Regions from separate parts of the Mus musculus genome. Here regions 2, 3, 4, 5, 6 and 7 are each linked to region 1. Evidence: chromatin contacts called from public HiCAR-type, HiChIP or PLAC-seq and promoter capture Hi-C data. All regions are on one chromosome and are shown on one strand. Each heading gives the region's core, a stretch centred on a gene start, on an enhancer-like site or on the middle of the called end of the contact. The rest is flanking DNA. Distances are from core to core; before and after follow the strand shown.

The links. Promoter capture Hi-C pulls out the DNA fragments that hold promoters and counts their contacts. HiCAR-type assays count read pairs that join an accessible place to other places. HiChIP or PLAC-seq counts read pairs in DNA pulled down with a chosen protein or histone mark.
Region 2: an H3K4me3 HiChIP or PLAC-seq map of stem cell-derived neural progenitor cells shows a contact between it and region 1, with 8 times the contacts expected there. The contact joins the enhancer-like site here to the promoter of Mfsd9 in region 1. A contact is called at or near these places in 6 of 39 promoter capture datasets (the 3T3-L1 cell line, the HPC-7 cell line, cranial neural crest and 3 more), 1 of 115 datasets of contacts at active chromatin or transcription factors (stem cell-derived neural progenitor cells) and 1 of 9 other capture datasets (embryonic tail).
Region 3: a contact with region 1 is called in a promoter capture Hi-C map of pre-B cells, with 11 times the contacts expected there. The contact joins the promoter of Nck2 here to the promoter of Mfsd9 in region 1. A contact is called at or near these places in 3 of 39 promoter capture datasets (hippocampal neurons, liver and pre-B cells).
Region 4: a contact with region 1 is called in a HiCAR-type map of astrocytes, with 7 times the contacts expected there. The contact joins the promoter of AI597479 here to the promoter of Mfsd9 in region 1. A contact is called at or near these places in 4 of 39 promoter capture datasets (the 3T3-L1 cell line, cranial neural crest, embryonic stem cells and 1 more), 7 of 115 datasets of contacts at active chromatin or transcription factors (the NIH/3T3 cell line, astrocytes, embryonic limb bud and 4 more) and 1 of 9 other capture datasets (adipose tissue).
Region 5: an H3K27ac HiChIP or PLAC-seq map of the NIH/3T3 cell line shows a contact between it and region 1, with 8 times the contacts expected there. The contact joins the promoter of Fhl2 here to the promoter of Mfsd9 in region 1. A contact is called at or near these places in 2 of 39 promoter capture datasets (both in liver) and 1 of 115 datasets of contacts at active chromatin or transcription factors (the NIH/3T3 cell line).
Region 6: a contact with region 1 is called in a promoter capture Hi-C map of pre-B cells. The contact joins the promoter of Mrps9 here to the promoter of Mfsd9 in region 1. A contact is called at or near these places in 14 of 39 promoter capture datasets (the 3T3-L1 cell line, 3T3-L1-derived adipocytes, the C10 cell line and 9 more), 2 of 484 Hi-C or Micro-C datasets (CD4 T cells and Th1 cells), 3 of 115 datasets of contacts at active chromatin or transcription factors (astrocytes and embryonic stem cells) and 1 of 9 other capture datasets (liver).
Region 7: a promoter capture Hi-C map of pre-B cells shows a contact between it and region 1. The contact joins the enhancer-like site here to the promoter of Mfsd9 in region 1. A contact is called at or near these places in 7 of 39 promoter capture datasets (the 3T3-L1 cell line, the C10 cell line, cranial neural crest and 3 more).

The regions. Positions count from the first base shown.
Region 1 is chr1:40,788,878-40,792,124 of GRCm38.p6, reverse strand. Mfsd9 (major facilitator superfamily domain containing 9) reads left to right here and starts at 1,468. Exons shown (of 6, transcript NM_172499.2): 1 at 1,468-1,640. The coding sequence starts at 1,506.
Region 2 is chr1:42,875,562-42,878,918 of GRCm38.p6, reverse strand. All of the region lies in intron 2 of Mrps9 (mitochondrial ribosomal protein S9), which reads right to left. Among named protein-coding and RNA genes, the nearest start is that of Gm23126, 10 kb to the right of the region's middle. Within about 2 kb of position 1,463, at least 42 of the 459 cell types and tissues checked have an H3K27ac peak or open chromatin away from gene starts, as enhancers often do. A contact at or near this core is called in stem cell-derived neural progenitor cells, where this site is marked.
Region 3 is chr1:43,444,229-43,447,578 of GRCm38.p6, reverse strand. It overlaps Nck2 (non-catalytic region of tyrosine kinase adaptor protein 2), which reads right to left and starts at 1,828. Exons shown (of 5, transcript NM_010879.3): 1 at 1,552-1,828.
Region 4 is chr1:43,097,378-43,100,555 of GRCm38.p6, reverse strand. AI597479 (expressed sequence AI597479) reads right to left here and starts at 1,846. Exons shown (of 4, transcript NM_133818.1): 1 at 1,694-1,846. The coding sequence starts at 1,792. It also overlaps a transcript of Tgfbrap1 not described here.
Region 5 is chr1:43,162,230-43,165,947 of GRCm38.p6, reverse strand. Fhl2 (four and a half LIM domains 2) reads left to right here and starts at 1,987. Exons shown (of 6, transcript NM_010212.4): 1 at 1,987-2,246.
Region 6 is chr1:42,849,390-42,852,616 of GRCm38.p6, reverse strand. It overlaps Mrps9 (mitochondrial ribosomal protein S9), which reads right to left and starts at 1,384. Exons shown (of 11, transcript NM_023514.4): 1 at 1,191-1,384. The coding sequence starts at 1,325.
Region 7 is chr1:42,915,884-42,919,448 of GRCm38.p6, reverse strand. No RefSeq gene overlaps it. Among named protein-coding and RNA genes, the nearest start is that of Gm39633, 35 kb to the left of the region's middle. Within about 2 kb of position 1,433, at least 26 of the 459 cell types and tissues checked have an H3K27ac peak or open chromatin away from gene starts, as enhancers often do.

The DNA of each region.
Region 1 (3,247 bases), core at 219-2,718:
GTTTTCTTCTGTTCCAGATCCCATAAGGAAGCAGCCACAGCCAAAGATTTCTGTAGGCCAAGGCATTTTACCTGATACACACACACACACACACACACACACACACACACACACACACACACAGGAGCTTGTGCTTGCATGCACATGGGCTCACACAACTGAAGTGGGGCTACTGACAATGGTTAATAGTTCACTAACTATTAAATATCACACATCTACTTTGTTTCTGTCCACTGCTCTCAGAATGAAACCTCTAGGCTATAGATGACTGAAACCCTGTTTATTCTACATCTTTGTGTTTGGATGTTTTGGTCACACCCATCTTGAAGCCTAAGGCACTACAGACTCTACTTCTTTGGTCAGCACATTGGGAACAAGCAAAAGGAATGTATTCTAAATTCTACCATTTCGTTTTCCATTTAATCACGAGGAGAAAGTCAAGTCAAGGTCCCAGGCCCTAGGGAGCTGGGGAGTTCGCTATAGCTGAACAGCTTCTGCTGTAAGGAAACAGTTGTCTGAGTCCAGATATCTCAGGGACAACTAACTTTTCCATCTTGGCTGGCAGGGTCAAACAAAATTCATGTTCCCATGTCCAGGAACCTACTCCTATCCTGATTGATGGAAACGCCCTTGCTCAACCCCTTATCTTTAAATATGATTGACAATGTTACAGCCCACCCAGCTCCCCCTCTCTTTATGGTTTCCTGCTTTAACTATGCTATACAGTATCTCTTTGAGATCATAGTTCAGCTCTCCTGTCTTTTCTGTGGCCCTGATTGATTAATAGTGTCTTGGTTATAGTAAGTTTTTGTCATCTGCATCGCCCTGAAGTTTGAGTTCCGTTGGATTTAAGCAGATCCCACAAGCACACCAAGGCTCACACTTCCTTATGTCACGTGTCCTCTAACTTTTGTGTATCTCTCTATTGTACGTTTATTATTTACAATTCTTCATGCTTTTCATGGTGTGCTCCTGTTACTCCCTGAAGCCCAACTCTCAGCCTATTTCTGGCCTGTTTTCCTTGTAGAGCTACGAAGTGCTGACTAATGCTTACAGACTTCTTGGATATCTAGAAGTCTCTCTAAATTACTACCCATTGTTTTTCAAATGCATACGAAAGCTTCCACAGCCACCTTAACTCGTTCCAGGTCTGTAGAGCCAAGTAGGAAGTAGGGCCCTGGGTCTGTGATCCTTAAAGCCAGAACGGCTATCACTGAAGAAAACCTGGTACTAGCAAAAAGACACAATTCCTTCGTGCCTTACACCACCAGGGAGCGAGGAAAGATGGCACCAGTCACTTGTCACAGAACTTGCGATCTTGAATTAAGACGCCCGCGGTAGGTACCACCACAACAGTAGTCACACCCACCCAGCGGCGCGACCTTCCATCTGCGCAGGCGCACGCAGATCGCTTCCGCCATGGGCGTGGTCAATCCTGGGCGTGGCCACGGCGGGGGCGTGGTCTGCAGTCGGCTAAGCTGTCCGCACCCCCAGCCCTCCTGGGAATGGCGCTGGGGGTCCCGGGGCACGGGGCTTCGAGGCAGGATCTAGCCTCGGAGACCCCGGTGACAGCCACAGCACCGTCTAGTGCTGTGAGCTCCCGCCGCTTCCTGCTCTGGCTCTACCTTGTAGGCTTCTTGGTGAGTGCCCGCACCGGGGCTGGGGAAAAGCACCAAGTCTCTGCAGACTTGCACTTACCTCAAGTTCCCGGGTATTTTACACAGCTCCAGCCCGGAGTCTGAAGTGTGCTGTGAGGTGCCTCCTCTTGCCCTTTCACCACTGACCTCAGGTGTGACTCCTTGACCCTGGAGGGGTCTACACTGGAGGCCTTAAAGCTGGAGATTGGAAGTTAAGGTGAACGGCACACAATTGTCTTTGGCAAAATGGCATGTGTTTTTGTTTTGCTATAATGTCTGTGCATGTGTGTATTGGTTTGGTCCACAAATAGTCCTTTGCCCTGTAGAATGAGAAGCTTAAGAAGTTATTCTCCCATCCATCTGTTTATTAATGAAGTTTCATTACTAATGAATATTCATGAAGTTTCTGAATGCCTGCCGCGTGTGGTACATGCCCTGGAGCACTGACATCATAAGCAGTTTCTGCTTCCAGAGAATTTACAGTCTTAGTCTTGGACCCTGATTCACACTGGCTCCTCTTTCAAGGCGAGGTTTAGTTCAATAGGCCTGGTTATAAGCAGCCGGAAAAATCTTTCAGTAGGATTTCTTCATCAGGCAGACGGAACCAATTAGTTGAATGATCAGTGGGAAAAGACTTTGTGGCAGGTATCTATCTGATTGGCACTGAACCTGAGAAAACAATTCCTATTGTTCCCTGTCCAGATGAAGTAAGTCTACTCTTTTTTTCCAGACTGAAGGGTTGCTGGAATTAGGAGTTAGCATGCTGAGCCATGTAGCTAAGGAACAGAGAGGCAGCCTCTGTTTGGATTCCAAATTGTCCAACAGTTGGTAGAGGTTCCGTTTAATTAATGCTTGTTAGAATCTTGAAAGAAGTAGATTTCACCAAATGTCTGTATTCACCGAGCTAGAAGGTATTGAGTACCATGCCTGAGAGATATCTCTGCCTAAAGTATACTTTGCAGGTCCCAAGATATACAGTTTCCCTTCTTAGGCTCCCTGCCTTGACTTTAGAGAGTAATGTCCTTGCTTTTTGGTTGTACTTTAGGGATGCAGACATTATTTACTTCCACTGTGTAGTCTGGTTGTTCAGAATCCAAAGCTGGGGAGTGGATGTTTCTGGGAAAGGATGCTGACTGTCATCCACTGGGGTGATGCACGTCTCCAACCTGCTGAGGCCCCACCACAGAGGGCACGAAGGTTATATGTGGAAAAGACTCAGGCCCTCACTTGGAACATTCAGACTTCACCCAGAGGGTAGCAGCAACTACCGGGAGTTAGAATTCACAATAGTTTGGGAGTTACGATGAAATCAAGCAGTTCATACATCATTCATTCTGTGCAGCCTTCCAACACAGACTTGGAGACCCACACCCTCTGCTGTTTGCCATATGCCGTGCACATGGTAAATCCAGTCTGATGTAAAATTTTGAGACGTGTAATACTATATTTAAGAGAATAATATATCCAAGAGCACATCTTGAGGGAAATACATATGATTTCCACATAGTTTTTAAAAGGCAAGGATTTTATTTTTTCAATGAGAAATGTTGTATAGAGTCTTATGCAGCCGTATGTATTGTTGAAGGAGCCTATGCTGATTTTTTAAGTAA
Region 2 (3,357 bases), core at 214-2,713, 2.1 Mb before region 1:
TGCGTTTCTCACAAGGAATGTAACTGGCCTTGCTTAGCCAGTGCCACTGCAGACATTCTCTCCCCTCACAAAGATCGCTGAACACTCCTCCCTCATTCCTACTTACACTAGAGTTGGACAAATTTCAATCCACACACAGGACAATCTGAACATCAAAGACAATGACAATGGCCCACGGCACTCTTAACAAGCAGGTGTACATGGATGTAATCTAGTAGGCAGGTACACATATACACTGGAGGAAGAGGCGGGGGGAAAAAAAGAAAAGTGCTTAACAGAATAGACAGTACTAACCATAAGAATGGAAGAGGCAGCACAGGAAGAAAGCCCATCACTTTACAATTTCCCAGTCAGTCATGATCCAGGCAAAGATCACAAGCCCTGGCTGACACACCACCAGGGACCAGAAAACTCAGACGCAAACATCACCCTCCTTTGTCAGTTACTTTCCCATTGTTGTGACAAGATACCATGAGAAAGGCAGTTTATTCTGGCTTACAGTTCCAGAGGGTCTGAGACAATGACATCATTGTGGGAAGCACGGTGGGAAGCATGGCGGCAGTCAGGAAACTTGAGTAACATCTCAGAGATCATATTAAACCACAAGCAAAAAGCAAGATAAAACTAGCAATGGCAAAAGTCTTTTAACTCTTGAGGCCCACCTCCAGTGACACACTTCCTTCAACAAGTCCAGACCTCCTAAGCCTCCCAAACAGTGCCACCAACTGGACATCAAGCTTTCAAATATGAGGAACACTATTAGGAACATTTTATTCAGACCACCACAAGTAGAACAAAGGGCAAAGGGTGCTTTCCCAAGAGTTCTAGTGGAGCTATGCTGAAGGCAAAGGGCAGTCACAGCAGCACTCAACCGCAGTGGGAGAGACTGACTCTGTGCCTCTCAGGGTGAAGCTGCGGGGAGCGCCTCCATCCATCCATCCCAACCTCTGAGCAGGAGGAAGAACACAGAGTGTAACAACCAAGCAGGTGTCTAGACTCTAACCAACTAGATAATGAGGGACAACCTGGAAATTCTAAATATAGACCATTTACATAGTGACATTATAGAATTGTTATATTAGAAGTGACAACTGCACTATAGGAGATATTGACAGGAAGGGTGTGTACCTGATTTTCAATTGGTCAGTAAAAATTATTCTACACAGAGGTGAAGGAAATGTGGAAAACACTGTCAGATTTACCCATGTGAAGAGCATGTATTCAATGAACATTTAGATTTTGTGGAAATTTGAAACATTTCAAAGAGGTAGGAAAAATGTTAAAAAAAATGTAAGTAATCCAGATTTTCCCACACCCAAGCCGCTGTCTGAAGACTAGCCTAAGGCACCTGCGAGGCCGTCCTCACATCCACAAAGCAACTCCAGGGTTGTCAGCACTGTGGCAGAGGCCGCGTTGCAAGTGCACAGGCTCAGAAGATTTAGTATGCCTGTCAGCTCGCAGGCCATTCATCCTCCAATAAGCAGCAGGCTATCACGGCATCACTTCCAAGCACGAAACTGACTGAATCATGTGATCACTGAATAATCCTAAAGGGAGATGCAAACGTAAGAATCCCACTGCACTTTATATTTCTCAAGTGTGGCCAGCAGTGGGAAATCGTGAGAAGGTTAATTGGTAGAGGGTAGTTAAAAAAGAAAAAGAAACCCACTGCAAGCACCTGGAGGATGAGCGAAAAGCTCTTCAAATATAAAAACAAGTGAACAAAGACCCTGGCAGAAAATTGTGAAATCCAAGTGAAAGGTAGTTCTAACTTAGAGACAGAAACCCAATGCTATAATCTAGTTGAAAGATTTAAAGGTGGGCAATGACTAAAAAACGGAATGAGAGAGAATAGTAAGTAAAATAACTCAGTTGTTCAAGTAACAACAGTGAAGACAGGCTCTCAGAATGCTGCCTGCATCTGTTTAGTATGCATGGGACAGCACAGACCTGACCTAACCTATTACTTCCAACCAGCTCCAATGGGCATTCTATGCAGATTTTTCCCCCCACAAATTCTGAAGCAAACAAAGGGCCCACTCACTGGCTTTACTGAAAACATTTTTTTTTCTGTTGCTTTCTGGGTTCACTTAACAACCAGTTAGTACACAGTTGTTAAAATGTAGGTGAAAGCACTTTTAAATAAACAATGGATTAATAAGAATAAGCTTCTTCGTTGAGTTGAACAGCTTACAGTGTGCTTTGAACACCCTAGGCACTATACAGGGAAAACCTGACTTCCATGAATTACACTGCAGAGAAAGGGAGCAGTGAAGGAGCCGGGGTGGAGACAGGGGAGCACACAGCCTGTGCTTCAGGAACCACCACTCCTGGAATCTCACTGCTGGTTGTGACATTAAATAAAATACTTCAAAAAGGCAGGGCTACGTGGGTTCTTGATAAATATTATACAAATACAAAATTCTCAGTTTGTAGAAACCATATTATACATCATACTATTTTAAGAGTAAGTCATATGTGGATCCTGGGAGCCAACCATCAGACCGAGCTCAGGGAACCTGGTGGGGGAGCTACAGAAGAACTGGAGGAAAGGCTGGGGAATGCTACCCCATTAGAGAACAACATAAGCTGGCCTGACTACCCAGTTCTCCCAAAGTCTAGATCACCAACCAAGGAGTGTTCCTGGAGGGATCCGTGGCTCCAGATACAAATGTAGCAGAGGATGGCCTTGCCCAACAGCAATGGGAGAGGAGGCCCTTGGTCCCGGGGAGGTTTGATGCCCGGAGTAGGGCAATGCTGGAGCAATGGGGCGGGAGACTGTAGATGGGTAGGGGAGCACTCTCATAGAGGCAAAAGGGAGGTGGAAGCAGATGTGGAATCAAGGTTGGTGGAGGGGTAGCAGGGAAGTGGGATATCATTGAGATGTAAACAAATGTAAACTGGAATGATTAGTAATAAAATAAAAAGAATAAGTCATATATGTATTAACTCTATTTTACAGATGAATCTTCAGTTAAGTAACAATACACAGGCTAAAAATACCCTGAGTCAGAACTGAAACCTGAGATTTAATTCTGGAATAGCTTCTCAGATCATAGATTTACTTCCTCACTGGCTTTGAAGGTCACAGCTATTTCGTAGTAAGGTTAACAAGAAAATTCCCAAAGAAATTAACTCATTTACCTTGCAAGTTTTATTTAACAAATATTTATCCCAACCCGATTGTAGACACTTGCCACTTTAGAAAGATAAGAACAATATGGCCTCCCACTTCATTCCATCAGGAGACAGAAGAATCTATAGTGCCAGACTCAGAAGCCGATCTCACAGGAAGCATCAGTTACTGTTACAGCAGCACCTCCCACCTGGGTTCCGATCACTCAGCTCCTTCCTTCT
Region 3 (3,350 bases), core at 579-3,078, 2.7 Mb before region 1:
AAGCTTTACAGCTGCACAAAGTTCTCATTTCAGCTTCAGGTCACTGGGACCTTTACGTTCTTCAATCAAAACTACGCTAACCTACCAGGAGGTGAGAAAGTTTAAGGGAGGATTGTCACTTGTGGTCACTTAGGAAAGACCCGAAGGTGTAAAACCTTATCTGTCTAAAGTGCACTTTCTCCATTGTGTTCACTGGCTGCCTTCGCTACATAAACCAGGCACATGCACGAGAAAGTCCGGTTTCTACCTCTGTATCTATAAACACTTGGAAAGTGAATGGAGGGAGTGCCCACAGCACAGTTGAGATGTTCTGATAAAGTAGTGACCTTTAGACTAGAAAAACCACAGTTGCTAACTATACCAAAAAAAAAAAAAAAAAAAAAAACCCAGGCTGGAAACACACCCAAAATTATTCTCATTCCTCCTCAAAATCTCTGCAGAAAAGCCTGTATTGGGAGAGGAGCAGAGAAGTCTCCAGGGGAGGATACCAGCAAGCCACGCCCACTGGCCAACGGGCTGTTTCTTTTTGGGTCAACCAAGGAGCAGGCCTGTGCACCTCCAGCCCAAACTCGGACCTGTTCATCCCACACACAGACGCAAACTTGGCAAGACTGGCCTTAAACCTGTTAGCAAAATAAGGAGAGCCAAATAAGGAGGAAGCGGCCAACCTGAATGGGTTAGGGTGGCAGGGCCCACTCCACTTGGCACCCAGCTGTGTCCCCAAGCTGTTCACAATACTACTGTAAGTCACCTCTGCTATCCATTAACCACCACCCGCGCACACCTTCCGGGAGGATCGCTGTTGTGTATAAATAACAGCGTTTTGCAAATCAAACCTCTCCACACAATGCCAAGCTAACAGCGCTCAAAAGGGAGGTGCCACCGGGGCATTAAAAGTCACACATCAAATTCTTGCAGAACCACTTGCTTAAATCGCCCTGAATAAATAAACTGAGGGGGCAGAGCAACCGGGAAAAACTTTGGTTGAGGAGGTTTAAGTCTTGGAAATGCGGGACCGGGCGCAGGGACTGGAAGGAACCAGGCACAAAAGCGCCCTGCGCCGAGGCAAGGACCTCCTTTATGGAACGTGACAGCAGCTTTGTGCCGGATCACGAATAGTTCTAAATACTGGAAGTTCTCCCCGGCCATCGCAGCCTCCCGCTTCCTAGCGCTGTGGCCCTCAGATCCCAGGCTATTCTTCCCAGGCACGCGCGCCCGGCGACCTGGCCACTGTTCGGTCCCACGCCCGCCCACAGGCCAGGGCTGCTAGTGTTCCCGAGGGCTTTGGGTCCTTGGTCCCCGGAGTCCGCCCGCGGAGGGCGCCCCACCCCCACGCCAGCCCCAGGCAGAGGGAGGCGAGGGCTCGCAGGAAGGTGTGTGTATCCGAGGTGCGGGTGCCCGGGGACGCCAGGCCGCGGCGGGGCTGAGGGCACCGGCCGGGTACGCAGGGGTACGCGCTCCCTGGCCCTCCCCGGGCGGCCGCGGCCCGCTCGCCCCTCTCTTCCAACTCCACGGACCGGCCCAAGTTTGCAGCCCCCGCCATCGCCTTACCTCGCCGCACAGTGCACGCCGAGGCCGGAGGGCAGCAGCGCGAGTCCCGGGGCGGCGGCCGCGCTGCGCCCGCCCAGATGCCGCTCTTTGTCTGCACCGCTCCCTCCTCCCGCCACCAAGCGGACGCAATTGGACCCGGCGGACCCCGCCGGCCCGGGAGCCCCGAGCCTGCCTGCCGCCGAGCCCTCCTCACCACCACCGTCGCCGCCGCCGCCCGCTCGGCCGCGCGCACCGGCCTGCGATCCGCGGCGGCGACCCTCCCGCGCAGCGCCCGCCTCCGCGCGCTCCCCGCCCGCGCTCCTCCCTGGCTGCCGTGACGCCGCCCAGGGGCCGGCCCAGCCCGGCGCACGCGGGGCGGGGGACCCACCTGGGAGTCCCAGCCAGGCCTCGGGAAAGCGCCGCCTGGGGGCTTCAAGCCGTAACCCGCTCTAGATTGGAGCTGGGGGCACCCGGGAGGGGCTGCTAGGGATAAGGAGGTGCCACTTGCAGCCCACGAGACCGGGTGGTCTCCGCACCCGGCTGTGCGTCGGGAGCCTTACAGCGACCTCCCTACCCCGCCCCCCAAGCATTCCCACGGCACTCTCAGCCAAACAGGCCTGGTGTCTGTCAGAAAAGTGACTTACATAAAAATGTCACTTCCTCCCAGTAATTGCTTGTGGGCATTTTCTTTATTTATTTGCCTTGCATTTATTTACTTTCCCATCCAGACACTTTTTTACTCCATCCCCCCCACCCCCAACCTCCAGGCGGGACCACTTCCTAGTGGGGGAGGAGAGGAAACCCGACCTCAGCTGCCTCCGCAGCGTCCTGGCCAGTTTATTAGAGCCCAGGAATTCTTTAGTACAGGAGGCTGAGAAAGCTTTAGAAGGAAACCTTGCTCTCCCAGACTTGAGTAGTAGCTAACCTATAAGCAAACTTGGAAAGCTAGAACCCTGGATCGAAGAGAAGGACTGGATCCAGAGGTTTCTTCTCCAAGCTCCTTCGCTCCTTATACCCCAAAGGAACCCCTGATATTCAAATAAATTCCGCTTTCAGGTCGGACGACTCACATTTATGTTAATGAGATTCAACCCTAGCCCTTGTTTCCTCCTTATTAAGGCAGAAACAATTCACCCTACGTAACAAAAAAAGAAAAAGAAAGAAAGAAAAGTTGCCTGCCTTCTTATAGGAAGTTCCCAGGCATAAGTAACGTGAGGAAGCTTGGCTATAGTCCTCGCAGCCATTGACCGTAGGCTCCTGAACTGTGTCACCTTACACAGGTGTTTCACAACTTCCTCGGCTTTATCACATGAGATGTTTACCTGCCTTCTATGTTAAGTACCTGGCACGTAGCCTGACACGAGGGCACTAGGAGGCATCCTGTACAAAATCAGCACACCCAACAGTCTCTTCCAGTCGGAGATGCTAGCTTCATCCGTTCTTTGTTACAGACCTCATCTTTGTTACTATCTAGCTTTACAACAATGAAGGCAGAACTCTAACCAATAGTTTAGCCCTACTTAAAATTAGTTTATGCTAAATAAGTAAGACGATATGGACACAGTTTTTAAGCTTTTGCTTTGAAAAGTGGCCTCAGACTCCTCTCACTGATTCTGTATAAGATCTCCAGGGAGATTTGAACAAGAAGGACTCCCCTTGGCTCATATATTTGCAGGCCAGTTAGTAAACTATTTAGATTAGGAGGGTATGTCCTTGTTGGAGGAGATGAGTCACTGGGAGTAAGCTTTGAACTTAGCCAGCACCTGTGTGTCTGGGTGTCTGTGTGCTTGCTGCACAGTGGATCAGAGTATAGCTCTCAG
Region 4 (3,178 bases), core at 597-3,096, 2.3 Mb before region 1:
CCATTAAATTCTATCAAGTTCAGCTTCATCTTAGAGTGACCACGTGCCCTCACTGAGAGGACTGCTGGCCAAGTCCAGAAGTAGAGTCCATTTAGGCATATATTCCACCACCTCACTACCTTCTTAATCTAAATAAAAATGGGACATTGCCTGAGAAAAACAGATTAAAAAAAAGCAGCTACTGAGTCGGACCATTACACTGGTGGAGTAGGAGCTCAGTCTCAGTCTGTGTTTATGTCTCATGTTTCCTTTAATGTGGTGGGTGCCTGAATTTGTTTTGTCTTGGTGCTGGTGTCTGAACCCAGTGCCTTAAGTACACCAAGTACTGGCTTTATTATGGAGACCCCCCCCCCACCTCCAAAACACACACACACACACACACACACACACACACACACACACACACACACAGCACTACTGCAGAAGAAAACTTAACTCTCCATTCTGATGACAGTAACAATAGACCATTAGCAGTCTGCCCCACCGCATTTTCACCATTCAATTCACAGTCCAACCATTTAGGCATATTTATATATATATTTATATGCCTAAATAACTTAAATAACTTATTCTCTCTCATATCCCAGTTCTGTCTCAACATCTTGGAGCACAATATTGCAAAAACACACAGGAAAAATTGGGGAAACGTATGCTTTGCAAAAATGGAAAAAAAACAAAAACAATGCCAGCTGTTTAGTTTGATTTCATTTTTAAGTTGTTGAATCATCTTATTCCTCTTTCATACAGTATATTGCTGGCTTTCAACTTGCATTTACTCTGGGATGGGAGTATCTGAATACACTTGGACAACATTCCCAGAGGATGTCATCTGCTTGGATGGCACTGAAGGGGCTGCCTTCTGGCAGCAGTGCTTACAAGTGCTGTCCTTGGGTCATCAGCAAGAACTCGTTAAAATACAGTATCAGGGCACATTTGGAACGAACTTAATGAGAAGCAGATGATGGGGCTCAATAACATGTTTTAGTAAGCCTTTGATTATCCTGGTGTGAGTAAAAGATTGAGAATCACAGGTTAAAAGTCATTATTAAAATAGTGACTGAGAACTTCAAGAAATTAGAGAAAGATACGGTACTGGGGGGGCAAAACCACATGGAATACAAAACGTGCCACATAAAACTCTAAAGAAACTTTCAGCAGTTCTGCCATTTTAAATAAAACATCACACTTTTCTTTTATGATCTGCTATTATCTTAGGTCACACCGCAGGGGCGGCGGGGGGCGGGGGGGGGTGCATGCACCACCTGGAAAGCTAGGTGCTTTAAGTTCTCCAAACGGTTACTGTGTCCTGATAATGATCTTAAGAAGTAGGTCCATCTCTCTGAGACCCGAGTGTCTGTCTCTAAGAGAGGCGAGAAGCTACCTAACAGACTAATTTTCAGATGTTTTGGATCCAGCCCTGATTGCCCCAGACTTCTTCCCTCCCGGTCTGTTCTTCTAGTCTATCTCTTCCGCAGGCCGTTGCTTGCACACAGGCAGCGGAGGTCGTCTGTCACACCCTTTCCGAGCTCTAGAGGATTTCCCGGGGGTTCCAGTCACTCTCTGGAGGCTTCCTTTGGGGATCAAGGGAGGCAAGCCCCATCCGATCAGTGTGGGCGGGGAGCGGCCACGAGCCTCCCGCAGGCCTGCCTGTCCCCGGCTGCCCGTCCGTCCTCGGTCGGCCCGAGCGCCCCACCTGCTCCAGGGTGAGGAGGAGGAACTCCTGGGATAGCAGCTCAGGGTGCAGCAGCAGCTCCGCGTCCGTACAGCTGCGACCGCCCACATCCCCCGCCATGGTTGTCGCCAGGAGACCCCCTGGCCGGCCTCCCACAAGGCACTGCGGCGGAAGCGTCGCGGAAGTGACGTGAGGGGGCGGGACTCTGGTGTCACTCAGCGCGCCCGAGACGCGATGCTTTTCCCAGAGAGTAGAGTTTATGGCTGGCCGACTCGGCTGACGCACCTCAGCCAAGAGGACGAACTGGGACTGAGAGCGGAGCAGAGTCCTGCCCGGGCTGCGCCGAAAGCACCGGAGGCTAAGCAACGCGAGCTGGCCGCCATTGGTCCCGCCCCCTGTGACGTCCCATGGCAGAGGCCTCAGGGATTCTCCCGACTGCGTGGAGAGACAGAATGGAACAAGAGGGCAGACAGCTGTGACCCCAGATGGCATTGTCATGTCTGAAGCCATGCTTCTTTTCGCTTTTTACAATGTCTCAATCGTTTATTGCCTAATCTCCCTTCTACATAAAGTAAGCCCAAATAACACTCTGTAATCCCCTCTCCTCGGACATGGTAAGCATCAAGTATTGTTCCCTGGAAAGATCTTTAAACCGACCAGCTTACGTGTGGGAAATAATAAGAGAAAGTAGTAGCGCCAGTCCAGCGACTGTTACACTACTCCCCAGATCAGCCTGATGTGCTACTAGAATGCTTGTTTCTGGTATGAGGAAAATGAGCAATAGGACGGATAATTGGAGATCACAGACTGGCAGTGACAGGAACCAAGCAAACTGCCTTTGCGCTTACTAATAATTACAATGAAGTCGTGGTTTTTACTTTAACAAAATATTGTAGGCTTCAACTATATTCTAGTATTTGTGTGAGAAATCTCTTTCATCATTCATAGGAGACAGAGTCCTCAAGTTTTTGCACATTAAAAGGTTGTACTTCATACCTGTTATGAGAGCATAGTTTGTATGCTCTATAATGTATCGTTTTATTGGAAACTGTTGCATTGTTTATGAAAATATGAACTACTAGGAGTCTACCAAAAATATGCTTGAAAGAGTGCTGAAAAATAAATGAGATGTTAAATTAGTAATGAGAGACATCTTGTAAAATTTTCCAGTTTATGTGATGCTTTCAGGGAAGAAACAATTACAGAGCTGGGAGGAAATTTTAATGTTAGTGCTTAAAAATATTCAATCCAGTCCTTTTATTTTTGTGTTTGGAAAGCTGATCTAAGTGACCTTCCCTGAAAGGACAAGTCTTAAAGCTGGGCCAAATGTTCTCAAATGGGATTAAATGCCTTAGCTTTGTAACATTATTGTGCTAGTATATATTCAAATTAACCTTTATATTGTCGTATAATAATGAGTCTGGCATGGATGGCATCATTGGCTCCATTTCCTTCACTATAAGGTTATACTAGTTGCTAGAGTAGCTGTTTTGCAGGAAACTTGAA
Region 5 (3,718 bases), core at 738-3,237, 2.4 Mb before region 1:
AAAAAAGAAAGCAACATAACAATCAATGTCGCACAGATATTGTAGTTAGTAGAAGAAAATTTATACAACTAATTACCTCAATAAGAATAAGAGCTAATGCATAACTCACAGAATTTAAACAGCAAAACAAAACAAAACAGGAAAGGGTAAATATAGAATCGGCGTTTTGTTACTCTTTGAACCTGAGTTTTAGAAATGAGGCTGAAGGCTCACCATCATGAGACCATTTTGCAGTTTGTAGCTCTTACATATAAGAAAGCTAACTTGAGTAGCCTCAGAGCCATTAGCCTGTCTACGTACCCTTTACTTTGAATCCAAGATAGAGTGTACCTTGACCATCAGTGGGAATTTAGTTAGGTTATCCCTCAATTGCAAGATGGGGACAGGAGTGGGATGGATTTCCTGTGTCCCACCTCAGCTTGCTCACTCTCCTCTGAGGAAAGTGTCAACTCCAGGGAGTCACCCGAGTGAATGACGGGAGTTAAGAATTTCTCATCCTTTAAGATATTCTCATGGCCTTGCTAGCTCATAGACATCAGTGCAAATCTCAGCTGAAACTCTTCACCTCATCTAGAGTCCTCATCATTTAATTGAGATAACTAACTTTACCAAAAGGGCCTGAAGATCCCTGGAGTGGCCAGAGGTAGCTAATGTTGACTGCGTGGCAGTTATTCTAACACCCTTGTTTCTCAAGTTCTGAGGTTCCACCACGGAGACCCTCCAGTGACACCAATCAGGAAGTATCAACCAGAAGAAAGCCACCACACAGTTCTTCCTGCCTTTACTGGAAAACGTGTTGCCTTCAGCTCCCCTCGAATGATGGAAACAGCTTCGACCAGTGATGGTTCTTCACTGTCCATTTGACTGGGTTTTGAATCACCTAGGAGACACACCTCTAGAAGAATTTTTGTGGTAGTTCCAGAGAGGTTTAACTGAGGAGGAAAGACTGGCCCCCAAGGTGGACAGCACTTCTCAAGAGCTGGGTAGAGGAAGCTGAGCACCAGTCTCTTTTCTCTCTGTGTCCTGGCTGAGAAGGAAATGTGGCCAGCCACTTCCCATCCTTCCAGTGGCCATACCATCTCAGTGATGACCAACTAGATCCCTTCACAGACCCTGCACCCAAGCGAATCCCTTCATCAAGTGGCTTCTGTCACCTCACAACACTGACAAGTCACTACCCCAGGCCTTCATTGCTTCTCCACATGCCCATCTTCTACCGTGCCCGCATATGGACTCATTTGCTCAAGAGAGGAAGCTGGCTTTCCTGGGCATGAGGATACCGTATGCCTCCCAACACTGTGTTGAACAGTGTCCCGTGCCCCTTTTAAAGGCCAACTCTGCAGAGGATCTTGTCCTTCAGAGTGTGAAGGACACATTAAGACCAGTGTTTTCTTTTTTCCCAGAGGGAGCCACTGAATGTTCAACAGTTCTCTAGCCTTGAGTGTTGGGCAAAGGGCCTTCTATCAGTGAGCTCCTTAGTGGAACTAATTAATGATTCTCTAGGTCATCGGTTTGGTTCATTCCATGATGGAAAGTGTCTGCAAGGTAAGGCGCAGAAGGCTACCATGTCATTGTGTGCACCACACACACATAGTTCCTTCCCCCAAATCTGCAAATGACCCATCCATGCTTGCACCAGGCTGCACTCAGGCAGGACCCCGCAACCCGGACGTGTCCTGGTGACAGTAGCCCCATGTCATTTCGCCCTTGGGTGTCAGCTGCTACAGCTCTCTGCACTGCATAGCAACTAGCCCTGGAGCCAAGGCCAGGACGCAGCGAGGGTTGACCGTGTGAGCCAAACACCAGGAAGCAAGGAAGGAGGTTAAGTCAAACAAAAGGTCTGTGGTAGCGTCATCAGGGGAACAGACGACGACCGGCTGGCTGCCGAGGGGCGCTCGCTACCGCGCCTGGCTCTCCTGGCCAGCGCGCCCAGCCCGCCGCCCGGGCGCGTGTGTCCTTATATGGTCAAATGACTCGGCGGGGGTTCTCGAGGGCGGGCGCAGCTCCTGCTGCACTCCGCCCGCTGAGCCGCCACCGCCACCGGTCCACAGTCCGCTGGGTTCCCTTAGACCCCGGCCCCACCGCGCGAGTACTACTGCGGCCGCCCAGGCCACAGCCCTGCTTGGGACACAAGGATCGCCACCAGACCGCTGCCCTAGGACGCGTCGAGAGCCTGTGGCCAGCGCACTCGGACCGTGGGGCGGAGACCCAGGAGACCGGAGCAGAGCTGTGCAGACAGCATCAGGGTAGGGACCTAAACGGAGAGAACAGGTTCTGGCGATAGGAGAGCCCTATTTGCAGGGGACACTCGGGATGGGGACCCAGAACGGAGAGGACAGATCCGGGAGAGAGGAGAGCGTAGCTGGGCATACTTAGGATGAGGACTCGAAATGAAGGGGAGGGAGATGAAGGGGCGACAGTGAATCGGAAATGTGGTGGGGGAGGGCGCTTGGGGGAAGGCTTGAGGGGAGACTTCAGGACTTGAGAGTTGATCTACAGGAAGACACCCCCAGGAAGAGCAGATGCGGGGCAGAGAGGACCAGAATCATGAGTGTTGGAGAACCTGAGCATAGGAGAGCCGAATTTGGAAATGGTGGGGAGGGACCTTTGATGTCCAGAGGGAGGGTTGCAGCCCTGTAGGGGTGGATCACTTCCAGGTGGTGGGAGACAATGAACTGCCCACAGGCAAACCCCCCCCCCGGGGGGCGGGGGATGAAGTGGAACTGGTCCCTGAAGTCTATGGAAAGGAGGTGACAGGCTGGTCAGCACGTGGATAGCCAAGCATTTCCTTTGAGAAGAAGTGGGAGTTTGCCTGTGACCACACATCTTGACTAACCACCCAAACTAAAACCTGAGCCATGGCGGGGGGGGGGGGGGGGGAGAAAAACAACACTTTTAAATGAAAAGAATTCTGATAGATTTCAGTCTTGTGGAAAGAAAGTCTTGAAATGCTTTTTTTCTGATCTTAAGTGAAGAACTAGCCATATTTGCTGGATAGTCTTCAGTTGTGTCTCTGGAACTCAACAAAGCTGGCATTTTTTTGAAGTCTACAGCTGTCTTCGGTGAAGCCAACTTGTGGCATGCACTTTCTTACGCATATTTTGGGATGTAGTTAACTATAATTTGGACTTAGCACGAGATTGTCTTCAAAATACTGCTCTAGATGTGTCTCATGTTGCGGTACTACTTGGCTTGTGTGTAGCCAATTTTGCAGTAGTGTAGAGAGATCTAAAGAAAGGGTGTTTGTTGGTGTGGCTGTATGTGTGGTGATTGTTTCGGTTGTTGTTGTTTGGGATAAAGCTTCATTCTGTAGCCAGGAAAGCCTGGGATTTACAGTACCATCATCCCCGGTAGCCTCAAACTGGTGCTCAGCCCCCAAAGTGTTGCAATCCCAGGAGTAACCTACCACATGCTGCAGCCATGGTGATCCTCCCTCCCCACCAACACCCTGCCACCATAAAAAACAATTTGCATTAAGTTTCAGAATTCCCAACCCAACTAAAGTTTATTAAAAACAAGATTTAAATCATTTTCCCCCTCATTCTTTCTTTCAGATTCCCTTCACTCCTAGTTTTTGATGGAACACTATGTAGTACTACCCCCCACCCCCCTTGTGGCTTCTTTTTGTTCTGCCTCCTTACAGTCCAGCCTCACAGGCACGGCATGGACGGGTGCAGAATGTTTAGCTGGCAGATGTACCTGGAGCAGGTGCCTCAGT
Region 6 (3,227 bases), core at 135-2,634, 2.1 Mb before region 1:
AGCGAGGCTCATTTTGTAAAATGTGTTTGTTTACACATAATTATAAGAATAAAGAGAAAGAAGAAGGGTACACTAGGTTCAGAATATAGGAGAGTGAGAGCCACCTGCCCATATAATCATTACCAATAAACATATTTTGTATGCTACAGTTCCTCTCATATGCAATTATGTGTCTCAAAGAGATGTATAGAAGAAATAAAAATGTCCAACACATTTTCCAATTTTCAAAACCAAGAAACCCAGATGTTTAACAGATCAATGGACAAATTGGTTTATGTTACAACATCAAATAACAGAAAAAGGTGGCCAGTCATTTTGTAAAACAGTTCTAAGATCCAGCGTTTAACTTCTCGGCAATATCTGGTGGTAGTACTGCTTTTCCAACATTTCGTACTCTTTCTACTCAAACTGTTCTGTTTTCCAACCCCCACTTGTTTGACCGCGTGTTCTCAATCTCTTGAGACCTCTCTTTCGGCCTGTTCATCTGCCTACTCTTGCAGGACACCATCTGCGCGCTATTCCCTGGGTTTCCATTAGAACCTGCAAGGTAACAGGACTTCAAAGTTAGGTCTCCTCCTGTGTCACGGGCACACCCACCGAAAGGACTACTGGAAATCTCCGGTAGAATATGCCACAGACACTTTAAGTGCAATTACAGCCGAAGCTCGTTTTCTCCCACTTTTAATGAGCCACATTAAACGGGCGACAAGCAAAGACTCAAGCTAGAAATCCCAGCTTCACACCGACCCCGGAATTGAGCGAAGCGGTCAAATTCTGCTCTCCTAATGTCACACACACACACACACACACACACACACACACACACACACACACAAGTTTCGGGAAAATTACAAAAACTGAAATTCCGCAAACGCAGAGCACTTGTAAAAAGTCTCAGTTCGCTCCACAGACTGACTCTGCCCAGGACATCTTCCGGGTCGCGCAGAGTTCGGCTCCCCTTCTCCCCGGGACGAATCACAAGACCCAGGCAGCCACCCAACTCCATCTGCCGAACCCTTTGCTCCTCAAAGCCCAGGGAGAGGCTGCAGAGGATCCGTCCGCGGCCGATTCCCCGATCCCCAAGCGTGACCTCCGACCTCTACCTTGAGGGCTCTGGCAGCCCTGGAAGGTGGGCCGGCTTCACGTCACCCTACCACACGGACCGCCAGCTCCAGCTCCCAGGACCTTACCTGGAACCTGGTCCCTGTCTGCCAGCCAACCGCCGAGGCTGTCCAGTACCCGGGCCTCTGGCAGAGGCTAGCTCTAACAGCGGGAGTGAACCAAAGGGAAAGCACTCGGCCGCAGGACACACAGGGGGCGGCCATGTTGGCCGTAAGAAACATCCTGGCGGGAGGGGAAAGGGGTGGAGCCTGGAGACTGCGCAGGCGCAGACCTCCCAGGCGGAAGCGCTTCCTTAGCAATTGCAACTAGGGGCGGAGTTCTGTAGTCCAGCCCCTCGCCGCTGATTGGGTGCGCGGCAGCAGGTTGCCTTGCACATGGCTTTCGGCTTACTAGCAGCTGTAGTCCTAGCTGAGTTCCTGGTACCCACGCTCAGACAAGCCTTCCACAGTCTTATTCTCACTCCAACAATCCAAGCTGGCTTTCCTGTCCGCTTGCCTTCCCGCAAGGGCCTTCTGCTCCCCCTTGAACTTGCCCGTTTTAAAGATCTGTTTCAAGACATTCTTCTTCCAGCAACTAACCATTCTGGCTTCCAACACATTGTGTTGACTCTTAGCTGTCTGACCCACAGGCTGAGGAAAAGCACCTCCCTGCTCAACTTCATGGCTCTCCCTGATTGCCTCTGAGCCTTAAAGCCATTAAGAGTGGCTGCAGACACAGGAACTGTCTTTGCCTTCTGAAACTTGAACTTCCTAACCCTAAGTCTAGGGTTATCTCTACCAGATACAAGTGGTTGAATAAATCACTCTTAAAGGGTTTTCCAATGTTGAAAATTATCATTGAATAATTTGATAATGTTGAAATTATCATTAGAAGTTTAAAACATACTCAGAAAACGAGATCAAGGTGACCGAGTAAGAGGCTGAGAAGTTAAAAACACTCTATGTTCTTTCAGAGGACCTGGGTTTGGTCCCCAGAACTCTTGTGGAAAATCACATCTATCTATCTATCTATCTATCTATCTATCTATCTATCTATCTATCTATCACATCTATCACATCTATCACATCTATCTATCTATCTATCTATCACATCTATCTATCTATCTATCTATCTACCTATCTATCTATAATTACAGCTCTAAACAATCTGACACCTTCTCTGAATTTCAAGGGGATCAACCATGTCTGTGATGTACAGACACATATACATACAAGCAAAATATTTATACATGTAAATTAGAAATCTGTTTTTTAAGTTATGAAGTAAGTGCTGGCATCGTACAGTTATCACCTCATAAAACAGCTCTAGGGAAATAGAAATTGCATAGCTTCAGAAAAATAGAAGAAAAAAAACCCCTCCAAATAGGATGCTTGTAGTAAAGGGGGGAAATCATTATTTTCCCCTTTGTTTGTTTCCTTTACATTAGTGAAAATCTCTTCATTCAGTGGCAGAAGTCCAGGACTAGTATTTGGAGAAGAAGAATAAGTTAGAGGCGAGGCAGTGCTGGCCAGAAAAGCAGGTAGGCTAACTCCAGATCTTTACCTCTCCCTCTATCTCTCCAAATCCAATCCTCTAGTCTTATCTGTAGCAGAACTGCTGTGGCCTCTTCTCACTCTCTGATCCCATTCCCAGGGGACTAAACAGACCCTGGTAGATCACCCACCTTCCCTCCCTCTGCAGCCCTCCTTACTTCCTCCCCTCCAGCCCATCTTCATTCCTAAATGTCAGCTCTCAATACCAAGAAACACATTGTACCTGGAACCCCCAGTAGCCACAACTGGCTGGATCTGAGAAGCATTCTACCAGGCAACACACAGCCACCACAGACTCCTAAGAACCAGAGAAAACAAACAAACAAAAAACAAGGAAAAGAAACCCACTCAGCAAAAGCAAGACCAGATGTCAGCACCTGGAATTACAAACATCCCCAAACCCAGATGCCTACATGCCATCATAAAAACAGAATAAAAACCAGCCAGTATAACATGTCTCCATTAGATCCCAGCAACAGGCCCGAGAACTGAAACTTAGTTGAAGACAAAGACTTTAAAGTAACCTTCATGAATATGATAGAGGTACTTAAAGAGGAAATTAATAAACCCCTT
Region 7 (3,565 bases), core at 184-2,683, 2.1 Mb before region 1:
TCTCTCAAACCTTTTCTCTTCTCTCTCTCTATGTGGGAGCCCCCTATTCTCTTTCTCTACCCCTCTCCTAACCACCCCACCCCCAACTCCCGCGCCATGACTTCCCTGGCCTTGGTCCTGGAGGCCAGTGAACTCACCCACCCAAGAACAACTTTCTAATAAACCTGCCTTTAATATAATCTAATCTGGTTTAAATTGGCTCATTTCACCAGCCGTAGAGAAATAACCTATCAGAGACCATAGTCAGACCTCAACGGATGAGACTGCATTTGTTAGCACAAACAGCAAGGGGCAGCCTCTCTCTTTGGGGAAATGGAGGGAAAGGGTCCGATCTATATTTGACTATTTATGGAGGCTTGGTAATGAGGAAGTTGATGCTGTCTTTGGGCAAATGTATGGATCTGTGATCCCTCTTCCAACAACAGTTTGCTTCATGCAAGACAGATTATCTCGGGAGACAGGCTGTTTCTGCAAATATTCCTTTCTGGGTTGAGCAAGGCAGAACAAGATCTACTGTAATCTCATAGGATAGGAATCCTCTTTCACTTTTTTTTTTTTTTAAAAACAATGGAGGCGTTCTGTCTATAATAACAAGGACGACGACGTCAGTCCAAGGTTGAACGAGTCTGTAGGCAGAAGATTCTAAAGGTTGCTGCTTTTGGAAGATTGTGGTTTTGATAGACCTCAGTGTTCATAACTTAGCTTGCCTTGCCTTTGTTTGCTGGTTAGGGTTGGCAAAAGCGACTCCATTTTGATTCTAATTTCCCATTTCTTCTATATTGCAAATCCTGGCAAGTGGTCCTGGATGTTTAGCAGCAGAGCTAACCGGCTGGAGGCTGAATGCACCTGGAACTCCTTCCCAGACTCCAGAGGGCTGTGTCAGGGCGAGCGGTGGGGTCCAGTGGGGACAGGAGAGTGCATACCCCCATGTGAGGATTTGCTTGCAGGAGGAGCCTTTGAAAATGGTCTCTCAGCGCCGAGCTTCCTGCAAAGGAGCTGCTGAAGAGCTGAAAATGGCAAATTCCTTTAGAAAAGACGTTTGGCAGTAAACTCACATCTGTTACCCACTCACTGACAAAAAGTTAGTGTGGGATTACCCGTGAACTTCAAGGAAAAGAGAGCGTCCCCAAAGAGTCCTCAGCATTTGATGGTTATGCATTACAAGTAAACGCCCTTTTCCTGGTATCAAAACCAGGTTTTGTGGTCTTAGTCAAGAGTCACGTGCCAAGATAAACAGACTCAGAAAAACCTAATTTTGCTGTGGAACCTGACCAATGCACTAGGATCTACAAATCATATGTAAATGTCAACCAATCAGGAATGGGCATGGTTGTTTTTTTTTCTCTCATTTACATATTTACACATAAAAGACCAACCAGGATTGACCTGGTGCTTCCCTCTCAGGTTACACTCAAGTGGGCGGGGTATGGGATGGGTGGGAAGAAGGGAGAACTGGGGAGCCAGGGATGGAAAAGGGGCAAGTTGGGTTTCTATAAGCAGCCAGTAATACAGGGATTTGGGTGAGAGCGTTCTCTAGCAGTCAGCCTCTCCCTTTGGCCCTCGGCACACCCTTCCTCTCTGTAAGGAAGGCTGCCATCCCTCATGGTTTGCAAATTATTTTCTTTCTTCCTTTTTTATTTTTTATTTATTTTTATTTTTATAAAGTTTCCACTTCTCTTGAATTCTGTTCTTGGTGAATCTTGTTGACATACCCTAAGGATAAGTGGAAAATGCATCCGTATGAATATGCTTGTGGCTCATTATTTACAGTATTATTTTTAAAAAAGCGCATGTGGCTAATGGTATGGAAACTAGTTAAGTAAATTATGGAACATATGCTGGATGGATAGAATATTATGAGGTCATTAAAATTATAATTATGAAGCTTATAGCGCTACCGAAAGATGGTGATGACTATAAATGAAGATCGGTTTTTAAATTGTGTGCGCTCTGACGGCAACTAAGAGAGCACCCTTTCCTGCCAGCAAGCTGCAGGAAAAACCCTAATACTTGCCAGCTGTTGGCTGGGGATAAAACTAAGATCGTGGACAATTTTTTTTTTTCTTCTCCATTTAGTAATCTTGTTTTGAATCCTAATGCTACAGTTCTGGGTCACCAAGAGCAGAGTCCACTACTACTCACTATCCTATCTGTGACATCGCTCAATTTTTCTCCTTTCTGCTCTGACAGTAAGGACTTCCTATGGTGGAGTCACTACTAGAATCTATTTACTGCTTATGTCTTAGGGTTTTACTGCTGTGAAGAGACATCATGACCAAGGCAACTCTTACAAAGGCAAATATTTAATCCGGGCTGACTTAGATTTTCAGAGTTATATCATCCTTTTATCATCATGGCGGAAAGCATGGCAGCCTGCAGGCAGACGCGGTTCTGGAGGAGATGAGAGTTTACATCTTGATTTGAAAGCAGCCACGAGAAGACTGTCTTCCACAGGCAGCCAGGAGGAGGGTCTGTCACACTGGCCAGACTTGAGCATGTATGTGAGACCACAAAGCCCTGCCTCCAGAGTGACACACTTCCTCTAAAAGGGTCACACTTCCTCCAATAGGGCCACACCTCCCACTTTTGCCACTTCTCATGGCCAAGCATATTCAAACCACCACAATCTACATTCAGGTTTGAGCATTGCCAGAAACGGGTGCTTCCAGCCGATCCTTCTGAGGATCTCAGGATCCTTCGGAGAGAAGCAATATGCTTAAGCCAGAGGCTCTCAACCTTTAATACAGCTACTCATGCTGTGGTGACCCCCCAATCATAAAGTTATTTTTGTTGCTACTTCATAGCTGTAATTTTGCTACAGTTATGAATTTTATGTAAATGTTTGATATGCAGGATATCTGATAAGCAACCTCTGTGAAAGGGCCCTTTAATCCCTCCAAAGGTTGTGACTCACGGGTTGAGAACTTCTGGCCTAAATGGACCCGGAGAGCATTAGAATAAGCGAAGTGAGTGAGCATCAGAAAGACAAGCATTGCGCATTGTCCTCCTTCATGAGGACAAAGGAGAACACTGACTTCAGAAGTTGATCGTAGACTGGCAGTGCTCAGAGGCTGAAGGAGGAGGGAGAGGAAGAGCTGGGGGAGGTTGGCCGAGGGACACTAAGTTACAGTTAAGATAGGCTTAAATCCTAGGGTTATTTAGTGCAATATGGCGATCACACTTAAACAGTAATGAATTGTACATTTCAAAATAGCTAGAAGGGTTTTGAAATTTCTTACCATAACAATCATAGAAATTTAAGAGTTAGAGACAAAGACTTATTTAAAAAAGTAGAAGCAAAATATAAACCATTCACCTGTTTATATAAAAGAACATAAGAGAGAGGAAAGGAGAGAGGAAGAAGGGAAAGAAGGAAGAAAAGCAGCCACCTTGGCAGCTGGGGCACCGCACCAGGCTGGGTAAGTGGGTGTAGAGTGGGGCAGAGCTGGACATGGTGGCGCAGACCTTTAATCCCAGCACCTGGGAGGCAGAGGTGGGTGGCTCTCTGAGTTCGAAGCCAGCCTGGTCTACAAAGTGAGTTCTAAGACAGCTAAGACTACACAGA